7 separate regions of the Mus musculus genome follow, and regions 1, 2, 4, 5, 6 and 7 are each linked to region 3. Evidence: chromatin contacts called from public Hi-C, HiCAR-type and promoter capture Hi-C data. All regions are on one chromosome and are shown on one strand. The core of a region is the stretch at or near the end of the contact, and the rest is flanking DNA. Distances in the headings are between cores, read along the strand shown. Region 1 holds the start of Plppr3 (phospholipid phosphatase related 3). Region 2 holds the start of Med16 (mediator complex subunit 16). Region 3 holds the start of Dohh (deoxyhypusine hydroxylase/monooxygenase). Region 4 holds the start of Txnrd1 (thioredoxin reductase 1). Region 5 holds the start of Ptbp1 (polypyrimidine tract binding protein 1). Region 6 holds the start of Arid3a (AT rich interactive domain 3A (BRIGHT-like)). Region 7 holds the start of Hcn2 (hyperpolarization-activated, cyclic nucleotide-gated K+ 2).

Region 1 (2,843 bases), core at 314-2,813, 1.5 Mb after region 3:
AGACAGGCTGGGACCACCACACTCTTTTTGTTTTTGTTTTGTTTTGTTGGGTTTTGTTTTGTTTTGTTGGTTTTTCGAGACAGGGTTTCTCTGTGTAGCCCTGGCTGTCCTGGTTCTCACTCTGTAGACCAGGCTGGCCTCGAACTCAGAAATCCGCCTGCCTCTGCCTCCTGAGTGCTGGGATTAAAGGCGTGCGCCACCACCTTCGGCCCACTGTTTTTGTTTTTATTTCTTTTTTTGTTTTGAGTCACAATCTCAGTCTATAGAGCAGGTTATATCAAAACTCACAGCAATTCTCCTGCCTTACGTGACTGAAAACTGCACACACACCACCAGCTCCTCTTTGCTGCTCCTTTTGTGCTGGGTGTCTCTGTATGGCCATCAGGCCTGGGGAGCTTGCTGTTCCCATGAGGAAACTCAGAAAACATGAGGCTGAGGTAGAGTCTGGGAACACAGCAGTCAGTTTGGGGAAAGCATTGAGACAGTGAGAATAAACCCATAATATTTATACGTGAGCCCTGCGGTGCCTGCGTGCTCGTGTTTATATTTGAGCCCTGCAGTCCTGCGTGCTCATGTTTATACGTGAGCCCTACAGCCTCTGTGTGCTCATGGGTCCTTTCAAAGGCCCTTTTTGGTTTTTTTGAAAGAGGGTGTCACTATGCAGGCTGACCCCATGGAATCCCCCCGCCAGTCTCACAGAAAGAGAGAGGAACACAAGCAGGCTTCTTGGTCCCTGAGACCAACCCTAGCTTGACCTGACCTTTGGGGACAGGGTCTCTCCTTGGCTTGCTGCTTGCTGCTTAGGTGAGATGGTGGCTGGAGAGTCCTGGTGATCCTGCCTTCCTCCTGTACCCAGGGCAGAGGGATTCGAACTCAGGTCCTCACGCCTGCAGCACAAGTGCTTTACAGATTGAGACATCGCTCTGGCCTCCACACCACTCCCTTTTTAATGATTTTAAGACAGAGTCTCACTGTGTAGGCCAGGCTGGGCTGGGACTTACAACAATCCTCCAGACTCAGCCTCTTGAATACTGGGACGTCAGCCGTGTACCACTACACTCAGCTTTCAACAGAGAGTTGCAGGGTCTGTCAGCCTAAGTCCCACTTCCCAGTGGGTCACAAGAGTTTGTTAAGGGCCTGGTATACAGTAGGTGCTCAGCAGATAGTGACTATTCCGATCTAACATCTTAGGGCCTCAGTTTGTCCCATCCAGGATGGGGTGGGGTCAACCAGTGGGTACATTTACAGGACTGCCTCTGTGGAGAGGAAACCCTTGAAAACAGCAAGCACTGCATAAGTGCACATTACAGTCCTTTATCCTCAAGGCATCAACTGCCCAGGGTCAGGAGGGTGAGGTGGCCCTGGTGGTTGGACAGAGGAGAGGTGGGACGGGGACGAGGGGGAGAGAAGGTAGAGGACAGCCCCTCCACCCCTGTGTCTTTGTCTCCTTTTGCTCAGGCGCCCAGGGACCTCACCATGGAAACGGACTCCAGCGAGCCGCGGGCACGGAAGGCGTGGGGGCCGAGGAATCGGCGACCGTGAGACGCAGGGAGGCAACTGGAGGCGCGGGGCGCGGGATCTCGCCTTCCCCACACTGCGCCGCGCGCTCCTAGGTCCCGGAGATCAACCGTGCTCGCGCAAGGCGCACAGAAGGCACGCGCAAGGGGCAGGGACGAGACCCAGATTGCGGTCCCCGCGCAGGGCCAGAGACCCTGAGACCCGCAGAGTGGGAGGCGGAGGCGCCCAAGCCGGGGGCGGGGTTGGGGCGGGGCCGAGCGGGCTGCAGAGCGCGCAGACAAAGAGCTCACGCGCCGCACACCGCGCCCGGGCCTCGCGTCCCTCCCACGCGGGGACCCTGGCTTTGTGTCCGCGCTTTGCAAGGGACTCCGCCCTCCTTGCTCCCTCCAGGTGAACGAGCCGCGTGCGCGCGCGGGGGCTCCGGCCTCTCCCTTCCCCAAGTTCCCCCTCTGCTCCAGCCTCAGTTTCCCCGAGCCCTCTTGGCTAACCCTTATCTCCCCACCTGGAGACTCCATCTGCGCAGCTCCTAGTCTCCAGCCTGCCTTTGTCCCCCTGCAATCTCGGCCTACAGCGCCAACGTCACCATGCTTGCTATGAAGGAGAAGAATAAAACGCCGAAGGACAGCATGACACTCCTGCCTTGCTTTTATTTCGTGGAGGTGAGTGGGGGTCGCGGTGAGAGATCTTCGTGGCAGGGAGCTTCTGAGACCGTCCACTTCATGCTGCAGGAACAGGAACCCGCACCGCGGAACCAGGCCACCTGGAGTTGAGATGGGGATGAGGCTGGTTCCAAAGGCACAGGGTTTTACAGGTCGAGTAGGAGTTGCAAAGCCTCAGAAAGGTCCTTTAGAATGTGGGAACAGATGGGGGAATGCTAGGATGCTGGGCGTTCCTTTAAGGACAGGGTTGAGAAGCTCAATTGGGGGCGGGGGGGTGTGTGCTGGAAATTGGGGCATTGGAGGTGAACAAGCCCCAACTAGTGAGGGTGGGTGGGTGCTGGGTACTTGGCTCTGCAGTACCCGAGGTGCGTCTAAATTCAAGCACTCTTCTAATGGCATGACTGTGTGCCCCACGCCCAATCTCCACCAGAGCTCGTCAACCCCTCGGTGAATCCAGACAGCTGTGGTGGAGAGCTGAAAGCATCTAAAAATAGAAAACAATAAATGCATTCACTTGGTGCATACTAAGTGTGGAGGGTTGCGGTTTCCTTTGAATGGCAGAAGCTGTGAGCCAGGCAGAGTCTCAGAAGCCCCTGATCAGGCTGGAGCCCAGCCTTCTGTCCTCAGCAGGTGACCTGTGTGAGCCACAGAGCATTAGGGGGAATG
Region 2 (3,169 bases), core at 492-2,991, 1.5 Mb after region 3:
CATGTTTTGGGGTAGATTTCTTTTAATTTCTCTTTTGAAGTGGGGAGGCACAACCAAAACACCTAGCGCCAGCCGGTAGTGGGCTCTGTTGTGACCCCTGCCTGACCCTCCATGTTTCAGCTCTGATGAGGGTGGCTGGTCCTCTCTCTAGGACTCTGCAGACCTCCCCAGGACACTTTCTTGTGTGTGTGTGTGTGTGTGTGTGTGTGTCTGTCTGTCTGTCTGTCTGTCTGTCTGTGTGTGTGTGTGTGGCGCACATGTATGCACGCCATGTGCCATGAACCTGGACAAGCATTGTCTCAAGGGCTCATTTTATGCTTTTTTTTTTTTTTTTTTTTGGTGATGTGTGTATCTTGTCCCCAGCTCCCTAGGCCCTGCCTGCCTTTCAGACTGTCCTCTCCTCCTCCTTCTCCCCTCTCCTTATGCCAGGGGTCCAGGACTTCCAGCCAGAAGCCTCTGACCTTGTGTTCCCTGTCCCCTCCCCTGTCCCCTCTGCTGCTCAGCATAGCTGTGGTCACTGCAGAGGTCTTATATGTTCAGCAGGCCTGGCCCTCCTTCCCTTCCCCTTCTGTGTGATTCTTTGAGCTTGGGGGAAAGGGACGATTTTAATAAAGCCTTGGTGCTCGAGTCCTGTCCCCGTGTTTGTCTTTAGGTTTGGTGGGGGTGGGTGAGACTGGGAGATCACTGAGGGCACGAGCTAGCAAGCTGGACACGGGGGAACCTCAAAGTCTCTATAACATTAGTTCATTTTACAACATGTAAAATGCTTAAAGATGAGGTGCCAGGTTGGGGTTCGATGGGGAAAGCAATTGGTTAGCATGCTCAAAGCCCTGGGTTCCATCCCCAGCACCATTTAAACCACATGGTGACCAGTGACAAGTGATTTTGAGGCCAGCCTGGGCCATGTGGTAGACAGGTCTCATTGTTGGACACCTCTGAATCCTAGCACTCAGGAGCCAGAGGCTGATGGATCTCTGTGAGTTCAAGGCCAGCTAGTCTACATAGCCAGGGCCATACAGTGAGACCCTGCCTCAAACAACAGTCACTTGAGGGCCAGCAAAATGGTTAAGCACGTTAAGGTGCTTGCCGCCAAGCTTGATGATCTGAGAGCAAGAACCAACTCCTTGTCCTCTTACGTGCACTGTGGAAGGCACACTTATACACACACACACACACTCACACAGGAGCCCGTGGCTTGGTGGTACACCTCTGTCATCCCAGTAGGTAGGTAGAGGCAGTCACTGGAGAACCTCATCAGTGTCAGGCCAACCTGAGCTATACAGTGAGCAACGAGCTCTGCTGTCAAGAAACAAAATAGAAAAAACGTGAGTGAGCCTCCAATAGGATGTTAGGGTGCTTGTCAGTTCCTCTGAGGAACAAAATATGGAACGCTTCACGAATTTGCGTGTCATCCTTGCGCAGGGGCCATGCTAATCTTCTCTGTATCGTTCCAATTTTAGTATATGTGCTGCCGAAGCGAGCACAAACAAGGCTTTTCTCCAAGGGATATTTATAGTCTCAAAACACACAATTACTTTACAGTTAGGGTGAGTTTCCTTTTGTGCTGTTTTTTAAAATAATAATTTAGTATTTGTATCTCTTATAGAAATCCAAGCCTATCATGTAAAATGTAGCTAGTATTAAAAAGAACAGATTATCTGTCTTTTATCGCACATTAAGCCTCTATAGTTACTAGGAAATATTATATGCAAATTAACCGGGGCAGGGGAGTAGCCGAGCTTCTCCCACAAGTCTGTGCGAGGGGGCCGGCGCGGGCCTAGAGATGGCGGCGTCGGATCCCGGGCGTTGGGGCGAGTGTGGACCGCGGCCGCCGGGCCGACTGGGCGCCCGGGGCGGACAGGTTAGTACGGCGTGCGGGGTACGGGACTCGTGGCTGGTGCGTTTCAGGCTAAAACCGCGAGCGGAAGGCCGAGGGGCGGGGCTTGCGGGGTCAGAGGGCGGGCCTGGGAACAAAGCTTGCTGGGTAGAGGCCGTTGTGGGAGGGATGTGAATAGGGGGAGCCTAAGGCGACGGGGTTGAGGAGGGGGCGTGGTCCGAGGGGCTGAGCCTCCCTGGGAGGGGCGTGGCCTGAGTTCAGAAGTTGGATGGAGGGGCAGAGTCTGAAGAAATAAGACTGATAGAGAGGGATGTGGCCTAGGGAGCGGAGTCTAAGGTGGGCCGGGGTTGGGGGTGCTAAAGATCTGAGATCGATGCAGAGAGGTGACCTAGTAGTCACAAGCTGAGCAGAAACTGAGGCTGAATTTACCAGTTTGGTTTGGAGGCGGAGCCTAGGGTGATTAGACAATGTGGGTGGAGCTTAACGAGCTTGGGCGGGAGGTGGTGGAGGTGTGTGTGTTAAGACTCAGGATTTAGCCGGGTGTGGTGGTTCACGCCTTTAATCCCAGCATTTGGGAGGCAGAGGCTGCGGATTTCTGAGTTCGAGGCCAGCCTGGTCTACAACGTGAGTTCCAGGACAGCCAGAGCTATACAGAGAAACCCTGTCTCGAAAAACCAAAAAGAAAAAAAAAAAGACTCAGGCTTTTTGCCAGGCGCACGCCTTTAATCCCAGCACTTGGGAGGCAGAGGCAGGCGGATTTCAGAGTTCGAGGCCAGCCTGGTCTACAGAGTGAGTTCCAGGAGAGCCAGGGCTACACAGAGAAACCCTGTCTCAAAAAAAAAAAAACAAAAAAAGGCTCAGAATTTGAGCCTTGGATGTTAACTTGTTGAGAGTATTGTGTGGCATGGGCTGCTGCGGGGTCTAAGCTACTAGGTCCCAGGCAAGGCTTGGAGACTGAACTAGAGTGTAGACTGAGGCCCAGACTGAAGTGGTAGGGGTGGGCCCGGTTGTGTGTGTGGAGGGTGCTTAGCGTTTGTAGGCTGAGCTCAGGCTGATCTGGGTTGCCTAGGGAGGAGTGACCCCAGGCGGGGCATCATGGATTTTATAGCAGGGCTCTCGCTGGAGAACATTCTAGACACCCTTTAGCTGGGAGCTGCTATAGAGCACTGCCTCCCTTTTCCCCAGGAGCCAGGGACCGTGCTGGGTGCGGTGGGTATGATGGACCTGGCCTATGTGTGCGAATGGGAGAAGTGGGCCAAGAGCACGTACTGCCCGTCGCTGCCCCTGGCTTGTGCCTGGTCCTGCAGGAACCTCATTGCCTTCACCACAGAC
Region 3 (3,051 bases), core at 317-2,816:
CCGCCAGCACAGGGATGGCCCGTGCGTCCCTCATCTGGCCCAGGCAGTAGGCCAGCTCGTGCTTCAGAAGAGCAGAGCTGTCCTCAAAGCCCCGGCTGATCCACGAGATAGCATCAGGGCCACCAAGCCCCCGAAGTGTAAACAGGGCCCGGAAGCGGGCCTGCAGGGGCTGCTTGGGGTCCACCAAGGTCTTCCCTATGGCCTCTATCTCTTGCTCCGTTACCATGGCAACGGCCTCCCCAGCACGTGATCTGCAAGGCCGGATTCTAGGCAGTAGAAACCTACGGTAGAAAAAGGAGAAGGGGAAATCTCAAGCTAGGGCACACACCTGCATATCTGCCATTCCAGCCCCGGGATGCTGAGGCAGGAGGACCCCTGAGCTCCAGGCCACAGAACTTTCTCCACATCCATCCAAGTGCTGGGATTAAAGGCATGCGCCACCACCACCTGGCCAGACTTTTTCAGGATAGCTTAGATGAGGGATCTAGAAACTGTCAGTTGCAAAATGGATCTCACCCCTGCCTCCCACACCACCTTACTGGAGGTTCTCATGTAGCCCTGTGGGATACACTTTATCCGTCCCCTCCTCCCTCCGGACTTCTCCCTGCTCCTGCCTTTGCACAACTTGTACCCTCTGCATGGCCCCATAGATGCAGGACAACACTCCCACACAGGTGTTTTCTTTCACGGATGAATTAACACGGAAACAGACATCGTCCAGTATAAGAGGACCGGCCCCTGTCAGCCATTAGACATACAGCAGATGCATACATAACAAACTGGACTAGCAGGCTGTGGCAAGCTGGAAGGCCTTCTGGGCTCTGATGTCACCCAGCGTCCCCGAGTTTAATGAGGCAGGTATGGCTGCCTCACCAGTGATGCCCATCAGCCTACAGTCACACCTTGAAAATGGAATTCATCAACACACATGAAGCAGGTCTACGGGAGCTGGCAGCAGCTGTGTGGCAGTGAGACCCACATCCCGATTTACCCCGAGCAACAACAGGGGAGACCAAGGATCTCGTGGGTCCAAGAGTGCCCATTCGAGGTATGGGGCCTCCCGCTTAATTCAAAAAGGCTCCAGGCTGGGCAGAGGCTGAAGCAGGAAGATAACCGGTCCCAGGAGATCCTGTTTCCAAATACTTAAGCTGAGAGGTCAAGCGCGGGCCGGCCTGCACGTGAGCCCCGCATAGGCGGCCAACCTGTCAGCTAAGCACGGGGTAGGAGGAGGCCATTCGTAGCCACACAGTGGGTTGGAGGCTAGCCTGGGCTACATGATATCCTGTGTGACGTCAAATACTGAAGGAAAAGGGTCCAATTCCCCGTAGGACCCCCTCAAGGGAAATCCCAGCGCTCCCGGGAGCAGCGAGTACCTCAAAGCGGAAGTCCCCCGAAGGGGGGGCACTTCTGGCACTGCTCACCGTGTTTTCGTCTACAGGGACTCGTCAATAAGCTCCGTATACTCGGGACAGATGGAGAGAGTCGCTGCGACAGCTCCAAGAACAGGTCCGCGGACGCATCTCGCGCGACGTCCTCTGGACGCCGCCATCTTGATGGCCACGTGACCATGCTGGGCGGAACCATCGTCGCGACTAGGGGTGACCACACCCGGAACGATGCGGCAGCGACGCCCCAGGACTGTCCTAAGAGCCGGAGAAGCAACTTCCGGTCTTCCTCCGGAAGAAGAGTTTCCGACCGTCTCTCCCATAGAGAAAAGAAAATGGTTTGATCCCATTCACAGCACAACCGGGCCGGCCGTGCATAGCGCATGCGCAGTGTATAGTGGGCGTGGCTATGTTCTACAGGGCGCGGCCAATGGTCTCTGGGACCAAAACAGAGGAAAAGAAATGGGAGATAAAATAGGCGTTACGAGCAATCTCAGCAGTGAGGGCACTTGCAGTCAATTTGAGAATGAGTTCGATTCTGGGGATCAACAGGATATACGGCAGTGACATGACCATAAAGTCGAAGTTTAAATTTTTAAATATGCCGGGCGTTGGTGGCGCACGCCTTTAATCCCAGCACTCAGGAGGCAGAGGCAGGTGGATTTCTGAGTTCGAGGCCAGCCTGGTCTACAGAGTGAGTTCCAGGACAGCCAGGGCTACACAGAGAAACCCTGTCTCGGGGAGAAAAAAAAAAAAAAAGCCGGGCGTGGTGGCGCACACCTTTAATCCCAGCACTCGGGAGGCAGAGGCAGGCGGATTTTTGAGTTCAAGGCCAGCCTGGTCTACAAAGTGAGCTCCAGGACAGCCAGGACTATACAGAGAAACCCTGTCTCGAAAAAACAAAACAAATGTATATATGTGTGTGTGTGTAAATGTCATGAAGTTCATTACTTTTTTGGTTTAAAGATTTATTTATTTATTTTTAAAGATGTACTTATAATATATAAGTACACCGGTTGTGAGTCACCATGTGGTTGCTGGGAATTGAACTCAGAACCTCTGGAAGAGCAGTCGGTACTCTTAACCACTGATCTCTCCAGCCTCCTCATTACTTTTTTTTTTTTTTTTTTTTTTGAGACAGGGTTTCTCTGTATAGCCCTGGCTGTCCTGCAACTCACTTTGTAGACCAGGCTGGCCTCAAACTCAGAAATCCGCCTGCCTCTGCCTCTCGAGTGCTGGGATTAAAGGCCTGTGCCACCACGCCTGGCTTCCTCATTACTTTTTTAATGATTTATGTACATTGGTGTTTTGCCTGGATGTGTGTCTATGTTAGGGCGACAGATCCTCTGGAACTGGAGTCAGAGTTGTGAGTCACCATGTGGGTGCTGAGAACTGAACCTGGGTCCTCCGGAAGAGCAGTCAGTACACTCAACCACCAAGCATGTCTCCAGCCTCCATGAAGTCCGTTATTACATAATTATGTAAATTTAATTTATGGTAATAACAATTTTTAAAGTAAAAATAAAATTAAGACAAAAATACACTATTTTTCAGAATGCTACCAGGAAGCCTGTTATTATATGGGCTTGTATGATGCATGGATATAAATGTGGAAAATGCAAATGTCAGTACATACGCTAAAAATACACAATTTACATGCCAAAAA
Region 4 (3,074 bases), core at 130-2,629, 1.5 Mb before region 3:
TGGCTCGCCGCCTCCCGCGGCCTTTCCGCTCGCCCGCGCCGCTGCAAGGCCCCGCCGCCCTCTGTGGCACAAAGCAGAGCGGCAGTGAGCCTTCCTCCGGGCGGGGCTTCCGGGACGCCACGCGCCCTGGGTCACTCTCGCCAGTGGACTCCGACCCTTAAGCAGCCGGGCCAGCAAGACTCCAGGACCCCCAGAACTCAGAAAAGCTCTGCATGGCGGCTAAAAACACCAGCCTCGTAGCCACCTAACATTAACACTGCGTGGTCTGGTTTTTGATCGCTGCGCCGGGTGAATGCAACACCCAGGGCTTCCTGGAATCTGAAACCGCGGGCAAAACGAAGGTCCACAAAGACGCTATCCATCCGCTCTGGATGACATCAGAGGAGGATGGTCCTATTTCACAAAGTAATGAACTCGGAAAAGTCTGGAACTATTGAAAATGTAGCCCACAGCTAAATGAATGAATATGTGTGTGTGTGTGTGTGTGTGTGTGTGTGTGTGTGTGTGTGTAGTGTCAGTATGTCATATATACTGACACCAGCACTTAAAAGCATAGTTATTCAGTACTAGTACCAACAGTGAGATATATTTACAAAGTGCTATAGCATTATATATATATAAACATTTAGTCTTCACAATGTACTTTTAGATGTATTACCAAATTACCATGTCCATTTCATAGGTAAAGGAAACCGAGCTACATATTGTCAACCAACTTGGGCAAGTTCGAGCTGCCGGTCAACATTGGAGGCGAGACTCAATCCAGGCAGGATTGTCTCTGCTCTGTACTAGTCTGCACCGCCTCCTTCAGTTAGGGAAAGGCTGTGCTGTAGTCCCAGCTGCCCTGTTTAACTGCCTGGGTCAAGAAGGGCAAGCCACTAGGAAACATGCGATTGCCAATTCCAAGGAATTTCATGGGGCTTAGGAAGTGGAAACATTTGTAAAGGCATGAAACTCCTTAATGTTATCACGGATTTATATACTTACTCGTCACAGTGTTATATATACCTCAAGATCACTGCTCTACAAAGAATACCCACTTTCTCTGGTTGCCAGGCATCAGCAGACAAGGGCCAGACCCAAGTCCTCATATCCTGAAGCTTGTGACCCGGGCTGTCTTCTGCTTACCCTAGCTTGTTCCCAGCCTGCTCAGTCGCACATTAAACGATCCCCTCCCGGACATTTCCAAAGCACCACCCCGGAGCGATGCTCCCAGGCCCGCCAGCGACCGTCCCGGGCATCCCAGGTCCCCAGCGGTCAGCTCCACGCTGACACAGAGCTTACATGAACAAGGAAGGTGAAACCACCAGCTCTTCTCGCCCCGCGGTGTCGGCGTCCCGCACCTCCCGCGTGGACGCGAGGCCTGACGGAAGCAAACTGAGGATAAAGAGCTGCGGGTTCCTAGTGGCTCCGGGAAGCCACGCCCTGCTCTTAGTAGGCGGGCGAACTGCCCGTGTCAGAATGACAAAGCAAAAATCCAGTCCCCGCGCAGCCCCGGCAACCTGTCCCGGTTGTCCCCGCAAAGTGAGAGCTCCTAATTGGACCGTACAACATCCTCGCTGCTCGGAACCGCCCCCCGACCCAAAGGCCGCGGCTGCTATTCAAAGAATGTTGGGAACCAGAATCGAGTAAGAGTGTGGAGTGAGTAACCCGGGCTCAGCCCTAAGGCGCTGCTATCTACACAAGCTTGCGTTAGTCACATGAGGAATTTTAAAAATATTGACGCCCGGCACCCATACAGACGATCTGATGCCCCTGGCACTGGCTGTGACCCTGCCAAATAGTTGTTTTCTTAAAAAAAAAAAAAAAAAAAATCCAAAAGTTAATCTAATTGACTGCAAAGGCGGCAGTGACCTAAGGTAATGGATTAGTCAAGTCTGGTGATTCTCTTAAGGAAGTTCCCTGGTTTTTTAAAGCTATGCCTACTTCATCCTGAGTTACCCTGAGAAGAAATGACTAGTTCCCCTTACAATACTTCCTCCTCGTCCCAATCGGGCTTGGGGGTTCACCTTAAGGAAAACACTTGGCACACCACCACCAGCATCGACCAAAGAAGGCCTTGTCCTTTCATGCCTCCTGCCTCTAGGCTACTAAGAATGCTTGGTGAATGAATGAATGAATTGTCTGACCCACTATGGAAAAAAAAAAAAAAAAAAAACTAGGTGAGAAGGTTGCCAGCCTGAAGCCACGCCTTCTGAGAACTGGCCTCCCCACTTTCCTTCTAGGCTCTTCCAAGGTGACAGTAAGAAACTTGCATAAACGGACACACAGGCTGCCAGGCTGACCAGATACTTAGCCCACACTGCCCGCTGCTCATTTCTTGTGTGTGTACAAGCAGTGCTTGAACCGGAGCAGCCCCTGATACGCAAGTGTCAGGACTGGCTACAAAGTGTCTAGCTCCAAAGTGTTCAGGGCAAACGTAGTTAAGGACCAAGGGATGGCAAATCTGATTACCCCTGGCTCCCCAGCCAAGCTCTGTTTGCCGTATTTCAGGCACTGCACATTGGGACAGTCTGTAAAGGAAGGTCATGAACACCCCCTTCTTAAAAATACAGACAGTGCAACTTGTTTCAAGAGTACGACAGGGTAGAGAGAGGCTCTTCTATCACTAAGTTACAATAATGTACTAATGCTGTGATTATAGGATTCTAATAGCTTGACCCTGAAAGTGTCTTACATGGACTGGTCAGAGAGGGATCACAGTTGAGATGTTACTTTTTCTTTTTTTAAAGATTTATTTATTTTATGTATTTGAGTACACTGTCACTGTCTTCAGACATTACAGATGGTTGTGAGCCAACATGTGGTTACTGGGAATTGAACTCAGGACCTCTGGGAGAGCAGTCAGTGCTCTTAACCACTGAGCCACCTCTCCAGCCCCAGTTGAGATTTTTTTTTCTAACAGCTTATTAGAAAAGACTACATATGCCACTGCAACTCCCCACTGCTCTTAAGATAAGCAGACTATAGCACAAGTGGCTAAAACAGCTTCCCTGTTGTGAGGAGATGCAGAGAGCTCTACCCTGGTCCAGTTTAAAAGCAGTTCCTCCTTACCTTTCCCCATAGCTCAAGGA
Region 5 (3,038 bases), core at 471-2,970, 1.5 Mb after region 3:
TGGGAGCTCCTCCAGGGCCACACTGCTGATGGCAGGCAAAGTGGCCTTGTTACCATTTACAAACCAACAGAGCTGCCGGGATACACCCTAGGTTACTGATCAACCCCAGCCCCTCGTGACTGCACCCTGCCGCCTCACACCTAGCCTGCTTACAGGCAGCAGCAAGCCTACCACAGCTGGCAGGTTACCAAATGGCTCTCAGGGGTCTGCCTCGTGAAGGGATTCCACCAGAAGTGGTGGCTGGGGTATGTGTAACCCTCTGCTTGGTTTACTGTTTTCAAAGAATCTTTTGCGACATTTCTCTGCACTCCCTTCTAGAACTCACTTCGATCTGCCTATCTCTGGCAGGATTAAAGGTGTGCACCACCACACCCCGCTCAAAGATCCTCGGTAAGTTGCTCAAAGGAGGCAACTGGAGACTCCTGTCTGTCATCTCAGCACTTAGAAGGCTGAGGCAGGAGGACTGCCATAGGTACTCAGCTTGAAGCTAGGCCAAACTACTTTTCAGAATCGTGTTAAAAGGAAAGCCGCTTACTAAGCCTGGTGACTCAAAGCACTAGGGAGGTTAAGGTGGGGAAAATCAGGAATTCAAGGCCAGTCCTTATCCAAAAGCCAAACAAAAAGTTTCAACAAAAAAGTCGGGGCCTGGTGACGCAGGCCTTTAGTCCCATCACTACGCAAGCAGAGGCAAGCGCAAGCAGATCTTTCAGACCAGCCTACAATGAGATCCGGTCTCCAAAACAAACCGAAAACTACAAAAAGTTGCCAGTGGAGGGGGCATCCGGGAAGCATGTGGGAGATACGGATGCCAGGCCGGCGCCCACACCGGAGACCGAACTGAACCTCACTCTGGCCCACCCGCCCCTCCAATGGGGGGCCCTGGAGGCCTCCTCCGGACACCTCCCCCCAGGCGGGAAGGGCGGGCGCGTTCGGCACAGGTCCGCGCGCGTGCCCGCACCAGGGCGCGCGCCCTACTACGCGCGCGCACCCGGGGTCGCATGCGGCGTGCGAAGCGACATTGCTCGGGGCACAGGGCGAGCCGGCCGGATTGGAGCACGGCAGGCGGGAAGGATCGCAGCGGCCGAGCCGCTCCGAGTGAGCGCGTCTCACCGGAGGGAGCGCGCGTGCACGCGGAGGGCGGGAGGGGGGCGCTGGGTTCCTCCGGATGAACCGCGCGGGCACCGGAAGTGCGCTGGGCGAGGGGCTTAAGGGGAGCCGAAAGCTGGGTGCGGTCGCCCTAAGCCAACCGGCTTCCTTAAGGGCCTCAGACGCCCGGGATTCCGAGCGCGCCACGCGGAACGAGGCCACACGCACGCGCCCATTGCAGCGGTTAGAGGGATCGGCGGGGGCCAAAAGTCCACGCGCGCGGCAGCGATGGCTGGGACGGAGTGGTGAGCGGAGCGGCGTGCGAGGGGCGCGGCAGGACTTACCCGTCCATGGCACACGGAAGAGACCCGCGGGGAACGGAGCGGAGGCGCAGGAATAGCAGAAACCGACCCAACGGCTCCGAGTTATAGACTCACAAGATGGCGGAGACGCCCGCACACGTCCCCCGCGCGCGATCCTCATTGGTTCCCGCTGCGGTCTGTGGGCGTGGTCAACCCCGCCTGCCCCCGCCAGGGCCTTCTATTGGTCAAAAGGTTACTCCAAGGGCGAAACGCATCCAGACAGCAGACAGCTGTTGGGCGGGACGGCCGTCAGTCAAGACGGAAGACGGAAACGGCCGGTGGGGGAGGGGGAGGGAGTGAATGAGTAGACGCACGTGATACCATCTGAGCCAATGAGCGAGCCTTTGTTCGACCCGTGGGACGCCATCTTGAGAGTGGGTACGTGGCGGGTCAGACGCAGAGAAGCGTGCATTCTGGAGGTTGCCTCCATATTGCAAGCAGGCACTGGAAGCCGTTAGCCTCCAACGTGAGAGTAAAGCAAGCTGCTTCGCCATCTTAGAAGCGGGCAGAAAACCCCGTATTGCCCTAGCTTGCTTGTGGTCACGTGGCCAGAATTTGGCCTTTCAACCGAGTTTCTCCTGGACTAGATCGCAACGAGGTGGAGGCCACGTGCTTCATAGACGCAGTCGCGACTAGATTGTGAATCATCTCTTTCCGTCTTTTGTCTACCCACAGCAGCCAAGCTCCATCTGTGTCGCAGGGATGGGGAAACCGAGGAAAGGAGCCGCAGTGTGGCTGGTTCTGCCTAAAGCTGGGGAAACGAGGCTACAAACTCAGCAGCCGCAGAATCCACTGGAGGGACGAAACTCCGCCCTCTTGTACCTTCACCCCAGCAGCCAGGATTCTGCCTTCCAGTCCTGGGGTATCACAAAGCAAGACGGGTTCTCCAAGGCCTAGTGCAGGCTATAAAACAGATCCTTTGGTAGGACTCCCAAAGGCACAAACTATCCGGATTCTTGTCTGCCTGGTTATCTGCTAAAAAAAAAAAAAAAGCCAGGCAAGGGGGAAAAGTTTCTCCTCCGCCCTGCACGGGAGGTGAGCCCAGAGCACTGGCCTCCCTTTTCTGTAATACAGGGCTCGTGGGAGGCGGGGCAAAGGGGCTGGCGGCTATACTGGTTTCCTTGCAGATCTGGCCAGGGGCCCAACAGCCTTGGAGCCCCAACGCGGGCTTGGTGCCAGAGGATTCCAGCCTGGATTAGGGGCGGCTGCCGATTTCCATGGAGGCCGCGCTGGGAGTGAGGTCTTTCAGGCCCCAGCCAGCCGGCACAGCAGCTAGCTTGAAGGCCCAGAATCACTAATCAGGACCGTCTCGCGGATTTAGAAAACACATACACACACACAACAAGGCATAGGATTTGAGCCCTCTGGGACTCCCATCAGGTCCTGGCTGGACCATCAGGGATAAGGTTGGCTGCCAGTTTTTGTTCTCTGGGTGGCTGGTGCCAAGCAGGAGCCCCACCCTCAGAAGCTAACCTGCACGGGTGGCTGCCAGTGAAGTTGGAGGCTGCTCATGTCCAAGAAGCACAGGTCTACACTAGCAGAGTTTGTTGAAAGCCATTTCAGAGACCTCCCAGAACCTTTCTTATGAAA
Region 6 (3,154 bases), core at 439-2,938, 1.5 Mb after region 3:
GGCCTGGACATCCCCCACCCTCTAGAGGTACCGGTACCCTGAGCCAACGTTGCCCATCCTTATAGACCCCTCCCCCAGCCCTTTGTCCTTGGCCCCCACCCTCAATTTATGGCATTCTCAGAAAGATCTACTAGGAACTGGTAGCTGGTGTTTGTGGAAGGGGGATCTGGCTGCAGTGGGGAAGAGACCCAGAGCCACACCCTAGTCCCCCCACCACCTCCAAGCCTCAGGTCAGAGAGAGAGAGAGAGAGAGAGAGAGAGAGAGAGAGAGAGAGAGAGAGAGAGAGAGAGAGGGAGGGAAGGAGGGAGGGAGGGAGGGAGAGAGGGAGGGGGAGAGGGAGAGAGGGAAGAGAGAGAGAGAGAGAGAGAGAGAGAGAGAGAGAGAGAGAGAGAGAGAGAGAGAGAGAGGTCACTAGCTCGGCCAGGCCTTGCAAAACACGGTTATTTGGAGTTGTGCAAGGCCAGGGCCCGAGGGTGGCGAAAGGGGCCCCTCTCTCCTCCAAGGGAGGTGGAGGGGGAAGGGCAGGAGCTGGGGAGGGGGCTGGGAAAGAAGGCACTGTGCCCCCCCAGGAGACGTGTGCAAAAACACACCCCAGTCAGAGGACAAATGTAAAACAACAACAAAAAAACAAACAAACAACCCCCCCAGTGGAGTCGGTATTTCAAAGGCTTCTTGGAAAGAGCGAGCTGGGGAGGGGGGGTGACCCTGCTGCCCAAGTCGTAAAAAACGGAAGATATTTGACAAACCCGCTGCGAGTTGACACACACGCGCGCACTCCGCGCTTCCTGCTCCCTCTTTTGTGTCGGGGGGGGGGGGGCAGGGGACCCTACCGGAGGGATCTGGATGGGCGCACCCCGCGGGGCAAGTGGAGACCCCAGTCCCAGTAGTACACTGGAGCTAGGGAACGAAATGGGGGGGGGGAGATGGGCGGACCCCGCTGGACACAGGTTTGGAAGAGAAAAAGAACTGTAGGTACCGGGGCGTGGTGGCGCGCCCGGCCTGGGATTTTCCCAAGCACTTGGGAAGGAAAGCTGCGGCAGGGGGATGGCCTCGAGTTTCAGGCTAGTCTGAGCTTTAACTCGAGTTCTAAGTCAGCCCGTACTACACAGTAAGATCCTATCTCCAAACATCTTTTTTAATTAATAAGAAAAAGCAAAACCATGTTCCCAGAGCGCAGCCCCCAGTCCTCTGCGCGCGCGCACATACACAGACACACACACCCCGGGTCCGTTTCCTTCCGCCAGGGGACAGCGCGCACTCGCGACCCCCGCGCACTCGTGTACCGGATGAAGGTCTCCAAGATCTACAACCGCAACAGCCACCCCAACTCTGATCCGTCAAGTCGCATACTCAGCCCTGCACCCCTCTACGCGCGCGTCTTTGCCTAACTTTGGAGACCCCGCAATTGTCGGTTTCCAGGGTGCCCTACGCTGCCACCTTTAGGAGAGATCGCTAGAGCCGCGCTGCAAAAGGCCTTACCGCCCGGGGTGGCCCGGGGGGCGCATGCCCCGGTGCCCGGAGCCCAGCCCAGAGTCCAGCCTGCTGGTGGCCTCCGGTGGCCTCTCTCCCCCTTGGCCTCCCCCTGGTGCCCAGTGCACGCTCCTGGCTTCGGGGTCACCCGCCTCACCGAGTCTCCAGGCCGCGTCTACATCTCCATCCGTCTGGATCGGATAGGGACGAGGTCTCCGCGCGCGACCGGGCCCCCCGCCCCGCCCCTCCCCCACCCAGCAGACGAATCGCCGTGTGACAAATTGCTCTCAGATGCAAATACCTCGCCGGTGATTCAGCAGCCCCGGGGACGCAGGAGGAGGTGGTGGGTGTCTCTCCAGGGTCCCCCTTTCCAAGCTTTCCCAGGACACCACACCGGGGTCCCCCTTCTCCAACTCAATCTGAGGACGTCCACGGTGGGAGGAGGTGGAGGGGAGCCGGAGAGCCGCCACAGAGTGGACGGAAAACTTCAGGTCGCGGCCCCTTTAAATGATAATAAATAATAAAAGGAAGGGGGAACCGGACTGAGGGACGCTCCGCCCCCATCTTAGGGACCGTGCGCAAAGTGCACGCCGCAGCCCACGGCGCAGAGGCCGCGAGCGGGAGGGCGGGGCTGCGAGAGCCCCATCGCGGGAATCCCGAAGAGTTAAAAAGGGTTCCTCGCCCCACCTCTGAGCGGAAAGTCACCTGGGCCCCCGGCCGTTTCCTGGTTTCACCCGGAACGCAAGATGGATAAGCCAAGCTTGGAGCTGGAACCTCCGCCCACTATGCTACCCTAACCTTCCGGGCCTGAGGCTCCACGTCTCTGAAATGGGCTTAAAAACCCCCGGCTAGGCTAGATCTGCGGGGGCTGGGACGCTGGGGTGTGAGGGCGCTGCGTGCGCAAAAGCACCGGGTTGGGCTGCGCGCGCGTTCGAGGAAATGCGAGGAACCGTGACGACCGTACCTAGGAGCGAGGGAAAGGAGGGCCATCCTTTAACCAACTCAGTGAAGCCCCTGCCTCGGTCTACCCAGTTCGTCTCGGGAGAGTACTGGATTCTGAGGTCCCATTTTGCAGGCTGGGAAACCGAGGCATGATGTGAGCTCAGCTAGAAGTTGAGACGATTCTAGTGGGTAACGCCAGTGCTCAGGGCAACCCCCGACCTCGACTAGTTCCCCATAGGTGGTGCTCAGGTCCCTTGTTAGACTGTTGTGGGGATCTTGAGCAGTCTGCCCCTTGAAAGCCACTTGTGTGAGTGTCTGGAGAGATGGGGTGGCTCCGGCCAATCCAAGTTCCCGGAATCCTCCCTAGAATCTGAGACTGCAGCAGTTGCTTGGAACCTTAGCCTGCAAGGCTAAGAAAGTTGCAGGTGGCAGCGAACTGCGCCTTCAAACTTTAGACACCTTGATGTGTTGGGGTGTGGCCCCGGGGTGGAGCTGGGCCTGCACACCAGCATTCTTCTCCAGCATCAAACGGGCTACTAGCAGATCTTTCTCCCTCTAATCATCTTGTGTGTCCCCTGTAAACTTGGGCAACCCCCCAAAACATTCTGCCAAGATAATGAAAGCAACATACATTCCCATTCTCTCTCTCTCTCTCTCTCTCTCTCTCTCGTGTCTGTGTGTGTGTGAGAGAGAGAGAGAGAGAGAGAGAGAGAGAGAGAGAGAGAAAGAGACCGAGACCAG
Region 7 (2,881 bases), core at 244-2,743, 1.7 Mb after region 3:
TCCTGTCTTCAAATCTGCACCCTAACTGTCACCGCAGATAGGGTCATTAGCCTGCATCCCTTGCACGCAGCTCTCCCTATGGCCCTCGAGTGTACACCCACTCGGGACACACGCGCGCGCACAGCTAGCATCCCAACAGGTACTTCTAGAGACCCACCAGCCACACCTCTAGGGACACGCCTCCCCTTGATCCACCGAAACACGCCTCCCCAGGACCCTCTCGGGCATCACATCACAAGCTCGCTCGGAAAGGAGAGACAGACGCAAACACTCGGGTCATGGCCCTACGCCAGCTTCTTTCGCTGCACGCAGCAGCCAACTCAGGCCACGTCCGTAGCCACACACCCGGGATGTGTGGGTACTCGGAACGCGCCCGCCCCGGGCGCAAGTGGAGACCGTGGGAACGCGAGGCGCCCGCTTAATAACGCCCTCCCCGAGGCCTCCCGAGCGCGTCCTTTCCCATGCGTCCTTCCTTATTTCTTCCTTCTTTCCTTCCCTTCTTTTCCTTCCTCCTCCTTTTTCTTCCTTTCTCCTTTCTACCCATCTTTCCACCCTCATTTCTGCTCCGCGGCCTACGGGCACCCACGTTCCCCTCTATTCGTCCTCTCCACCCCTATGCGCTCAGACCCTGGCCCTGAGGCCGCGGTTCTCGCCCACTGCAACTAGGGCGCGCGGGAGGGGGAGCGCCAAGGACCCCCTCACTCCAGGCCTCCAAAAGGGCGGACCCTCTGCACACCAGGGTCCCTCGGGGGTGGGTCCGGGTCGAGCCCGAGGTCACCGCGAGGGGACTACCCCCCATCCTCGGCCCGGTGACTCGAACTGCCACCACCCCGAGGTCACCATCCGGGACGTGGCGCCCCGCCCTCTCCCGGGCGCGCCAAGGACGGGCCCCTCCCGGAGGCGGCACCTGAAGTCGCTGTAGGGGTGGATGATCCAGGCCCCCGCCGACTTCACGCGTTCCTGCTCGCGCTCCACGGCCTTCTGGCTGCCGAACATCCGCAGGGAGAACTTGTTGACGCCGGGCTGCAGAAGCGCCCCGAATTGGCGCTGCAGGAAGCTAGCCTGGCTGCCGCGCGGCTCACCCGCCGGGCCCGCCTCCTCGCTGCCCGCCTCCTCGGCCGCCGAGGGCCCGGAGGCCGCCCCGCGGCATGAGAACGAAACCTTGGGGCCGCGCGCGGGGCCCTCGGGGCTGCACTGCGGCTCCCCGCGCCCGCACTCGCCATTCGCGCCGCCCTTGGCCGCGCCAGGGGTGCAGGCGCTGTCGCGGCTGCAGAGCCGGGCGCGCGGGCCGGGCTCGTCCGCCGACTCCGGGTGCGAGGGGGTCGTGGGGTTCGGGGGTGGCGCGGGTGGTGGCTGAGGCTGAGGGGGCGCGGGCGGCGGCGGCGGTGGCGGCGGCCCCGGCGCAGGGGTCGTGCCCGGACTATCGCCCGGCCGCCCGCCGCCCCCGCGCGCATCCATGGCGAGGCGGCGCCGGGCAGTGCGGAGCGGAGCGGCCGCCGCCGCCGCCGGCCGAGCCCGAGGGAGGGCGGAGCCGGGGGTGGAGCCTCTGCTTGCGGGGGAGGGGCGGGGGCGGGAGCCCCGCCTCCACCTGAACCACCCTCACCCCACACAGGGATGGATGGGGAAACTGAGGCTCTGGCCAGCAAGCAGGCTCAAGGTCAGTCAGCCCCTTGAGACCTTGGAGATGCGCTCAGGCTCGGTTCCCCAGGGGGAAACTGAGGCCAAGGACGAACCCAAGGTCACAGAGCCCAGCCGGCGGGCCCCTGCCTTGACGCACGATGCAGACCAAGCCCTGGTCCACTCTGGGGTTCCTCCGCGATCTCGAGGACACCGCGGGCGGGGCAACCGCTGACGCTCACCCCTCGGGTGCCAACTCCTTTCTCGGTTCAAGGTGGCAGATTCCATAATAAAAGTGTGTTCCCGGAGGCTACCATATCTCTGGCTCTGTCGCTTTCACCGCCTCCAAGGCAGAAACCTATGAATATTTGTGAGAAGGGCTGAGATCATTCTGGGTTCTAATCTCAGCCCATCTCCAAGCCCTACTTGTGGGGAAACTGAGGCATGGTCAGGCAACAAAAACAGTAGCAAGACTCCTGTGGCTTCTGGCGACTTCTCCCTTAAAAAGTGAGGATCCCAGGTTAGGTAGTCCTTAGCGGTCTCCAGGGGATCCTGGTTCAACTTCTGCCTCTGTACATATACCCGACCCCTACTCTCTGCCACCTTGACTCAGGCATCAGTTACATTCCACACTTTACCCCAGGTCCGGGGAGACATTGGCTCCTGGGGGTCCTAAGGCTGTGGCCTGAGGCTGGAGCCAGGTGACACTAGTTCTGACTCTAAATTCCCACCCTTCTTCACCAAAGAGTGGAGAGGATTTTATGACAGGATGTTGGGGAGAAGGGAGGAAATACAGGGGAAGAATAGCTGTGAACTGGTGGGAAGAAAGTTCTCATTCAGGAGACTCTTGGGACCTTCTTATGTCCCCTCTGGGCATCCTTAGATTCTCCCTTATTTCCCTGGACCCTAAGTTCACTTAAATCCTTCTGACCTTTTACAAACTCCCCTGGATGCTTCTGGACCCTTTCTAGACCCTTTTAGATCTTCTGGGTCCCTCTTAACTTCTCTTGGACCCTTCCAGCCCTTTATGGGTCATCAAGGTCCCTACAGCCTTCACTGTTTCTGGCCTGACCTCATATTTAGCTATTGGTTGAGTGTCTCAAGAATGGGGCTATGACTTCTGTCTGCTCACAGTAGGTGTCCAGTGATGTTGGATGTGCCATGCCAGCTGCATGCCCTCATCTGACACAGATGGGCTGCCCCGACCCCGGGGACTCTGGAGCTGCCCCTGGCACCCCTCTGGCCTCCACTTTTGAACATCACA

Evidence for each region. Promoter capture Hi-C pulls out the DNA fragments that hold promoters and counts their contacts. A called contact is a pair of places that touch in the nucleus more often than the background predicts. HiCAR-type assays count read pairs that join an accessible place to other places. Capture Hi-C pulls out chosen DNA fragments and counts their contacts.
Region 1: a promoter capture Hi-C map of liver shows a contact between it and region 3, with 4 times the contacts expected there. The contact joins the promoter of Plppr3 here to the promoter of Dohh in region 3. A contact is called at or near these places in 3 of 39 promoter capture datasets (liver and neutrophils), 2 of 115 datasets of contacts at active chromatin or transcription factors (embryonic forebrain and regulatory T cells) and 1 of 9 other capture datasets (liver).
Region 2: a promoter capture Hi-C map of pre-B cells shows a contact between it and region 3, with 2.8 times the contacts expected there. The contact joins the promoter of Med16 here to the promoter of Dohh in region 3. A contact is called at or near these places in 3 of 39 promoter capture datasets (cranial neural crest, hippocampal neurons and pre-B cells) and 3 of 9 other capture datasets (adipose tissue, liver and macrophages).
Region 4: a Hi-C map of B cells shows a contact between it and region 3, with 8 read pairs. The contact joins the promoter of Txnrd1 here to the promoter of Dohh in region 3. A contact is called at or near these places in 1 of 39 promoter capture datasets (pre-B cells), 1 of 484 Hi-C or Micro-C datasets (B cells) and 2 of 115 datasets of contacts at active chromatin or transcription factors (astrocytes and pancreatic cancer cells).
Region 5: a contact with region 3 is called in a promoter capture Hi-C map of liver, with 4 times the contacts expected there. The contact joins the promoter of Ptbp1 here to the promoter of Dohh in region 3. A contact is called at or near these places in 1 of 484 Hi-C or Micro-C datasets (B cells), 6 of 115 datasets of contacts at active chromatin or transcription factors (astrocytes, bone marrow-derived macrophages, cardiomyocytes and 3 more) and 3 of 9 other capture datasets (adipose tissue, liver and pancreatic islet).
Region 6: a contact with region 3 is called in a promoter capture Hi-C map of liver, with 3 times the contacts expected there. The contact joins the promoter of Arid3a here to the promoter of Dohh in region 3. A contact is called at or near these places in 4 of 39 promoter capture datasets (hippocampal neurons, liver and pre-B cells), 2 of 115 datasets of contacts at active chromatin or transcription factors (astrocytes and pancreatic cancer cells) and 2 of 9 other capture datasets (liver and pancreatic islet).
Region 7: a HiCAR-type map of astrocytes shows a contact between it and region 3, with 4 times the contacts expected there. The contact joins the promoter of Hcn2 here to the promoter of Dohh in region 3. A contact is called at or near these places in 4 of 39 promoter capture datasets (erythroid cells, frontonasal cranial neural crest, hippocampal neurons and 1 more), 1 of 115 datasets of contacts at active chromatin or transcription factors (astrocytes) and 1 of 9 other capture datasets (liver).

The regions. Positions count from the first base shown.
Region 1 is chr10:79,873,354-79,876,196 of GRCm38.p6, reverse strand. It overlaps Plppr3 (phospholipid phosphatase related 3), which reads left to right and starts at 1,563. Exons shown (of 7, transcript NM_181681.2): 1 at 1,563-2,177. The coding sequence starts at 2,103.
Region 2 is chr10:79,907,510-79,910,678 of GRCm38.p6, reverse strand. It overlaps Med16 (mediator complex subunit 16), which reads left to right and starts at 1,741. Exons shown (of 15, transcript NM_198107.2): 1 at 1,741-1,861; 2 at 3,023-3,169. The coding sequence starts at 1,784. R3hdm4 (R3H domain containing 4) reads left to right here. Exons shown (of 8, transcript NM_177994.5): 8 at 1-627. It overlaps Gm24019 (a small nuclear RNA gene), which reads right to left and starts at 1,484; the gene lies at 1,378-1,484.
Region 3 is chr10:81,382,949-81,385,999 of GRCm38.p6, reverse strand. Dohh (deoxyhypusine hydroxylase/monooxygenase) reads right to left here and starts at 1,566. Exons shown (of 5, transcript NM_133964.3): 1 at 1,422-1,566; 2 at 1-281. The coding sequence starts at 226. Gm48551 (predicted gene, 48551) reads right to left here and starts at 1,566. Exons shown (of 6, transcript NR_168929.1): 1 at 1,422-1,566; 2 at 1-281.
Region 4 is chr10:82,857,511-82,860,584 of GRCm38.p6, reverse strand. Txnrd1 (thioredoxin reductase 1) reads right to left here and starts at 1,379. Exons shown (of 15, transcript NM_001042513.1): 1 at 1,285-1,379; 2 at 1-61. It overlaps Gm38560 (predicted gene, 38560), which reads left to right and starts at 1,577. Exons shown (of 4, transcript NR_156010.1): 1 at 1,577-1,628.
Region 5 is chr10:79,853,114-79,856,151 of GRCm38.p6, reverse strand. Ptbp1 (polypyrimidine tract binding protein 1) reads right to left here and starts at 1,720. Exons shown (of 14, transcript NM_001077363.2): 1 at 1,431-1,720. The coding sequence starts at 1,438. It overlaps E130317F20Rik (RIKEN cDNA E130317F20 gene), which reads left to right and starts at 1,181. Exons shown (of 1, transcript NR_029447.1): 1 at 1,181-3,038.
Region 6 is chr10:79,925,875-79,929,028 of GRCm38.p6, reverse strand. Arid3a (AT rich interactive domain 3A (BRIGHT-like)) reads right to left here and starts at 1,688. Exons shown (of 9, transcript NM_001288625.1): 1 at 1,629-1,688. It overlaps Gm40715 (a long non-coding RNA gene), which reads left to right and starts at 2,038. Exons shown (of 2, transcript XR_001779822.2): 1 at 2,038-2,567.
Region 7 is chr10:79,715,246-79,718,126 of GRCm38.p6, reverse strand. Hcn2 (hyperpolarization-activated, cyclic nucleotide-gated K+ 2) reads right to left here and starts at 1,493. Exons shown (of 8, transcript NM_008226.2): 1 at 908-1,493. The coding sequence starts at 1,458.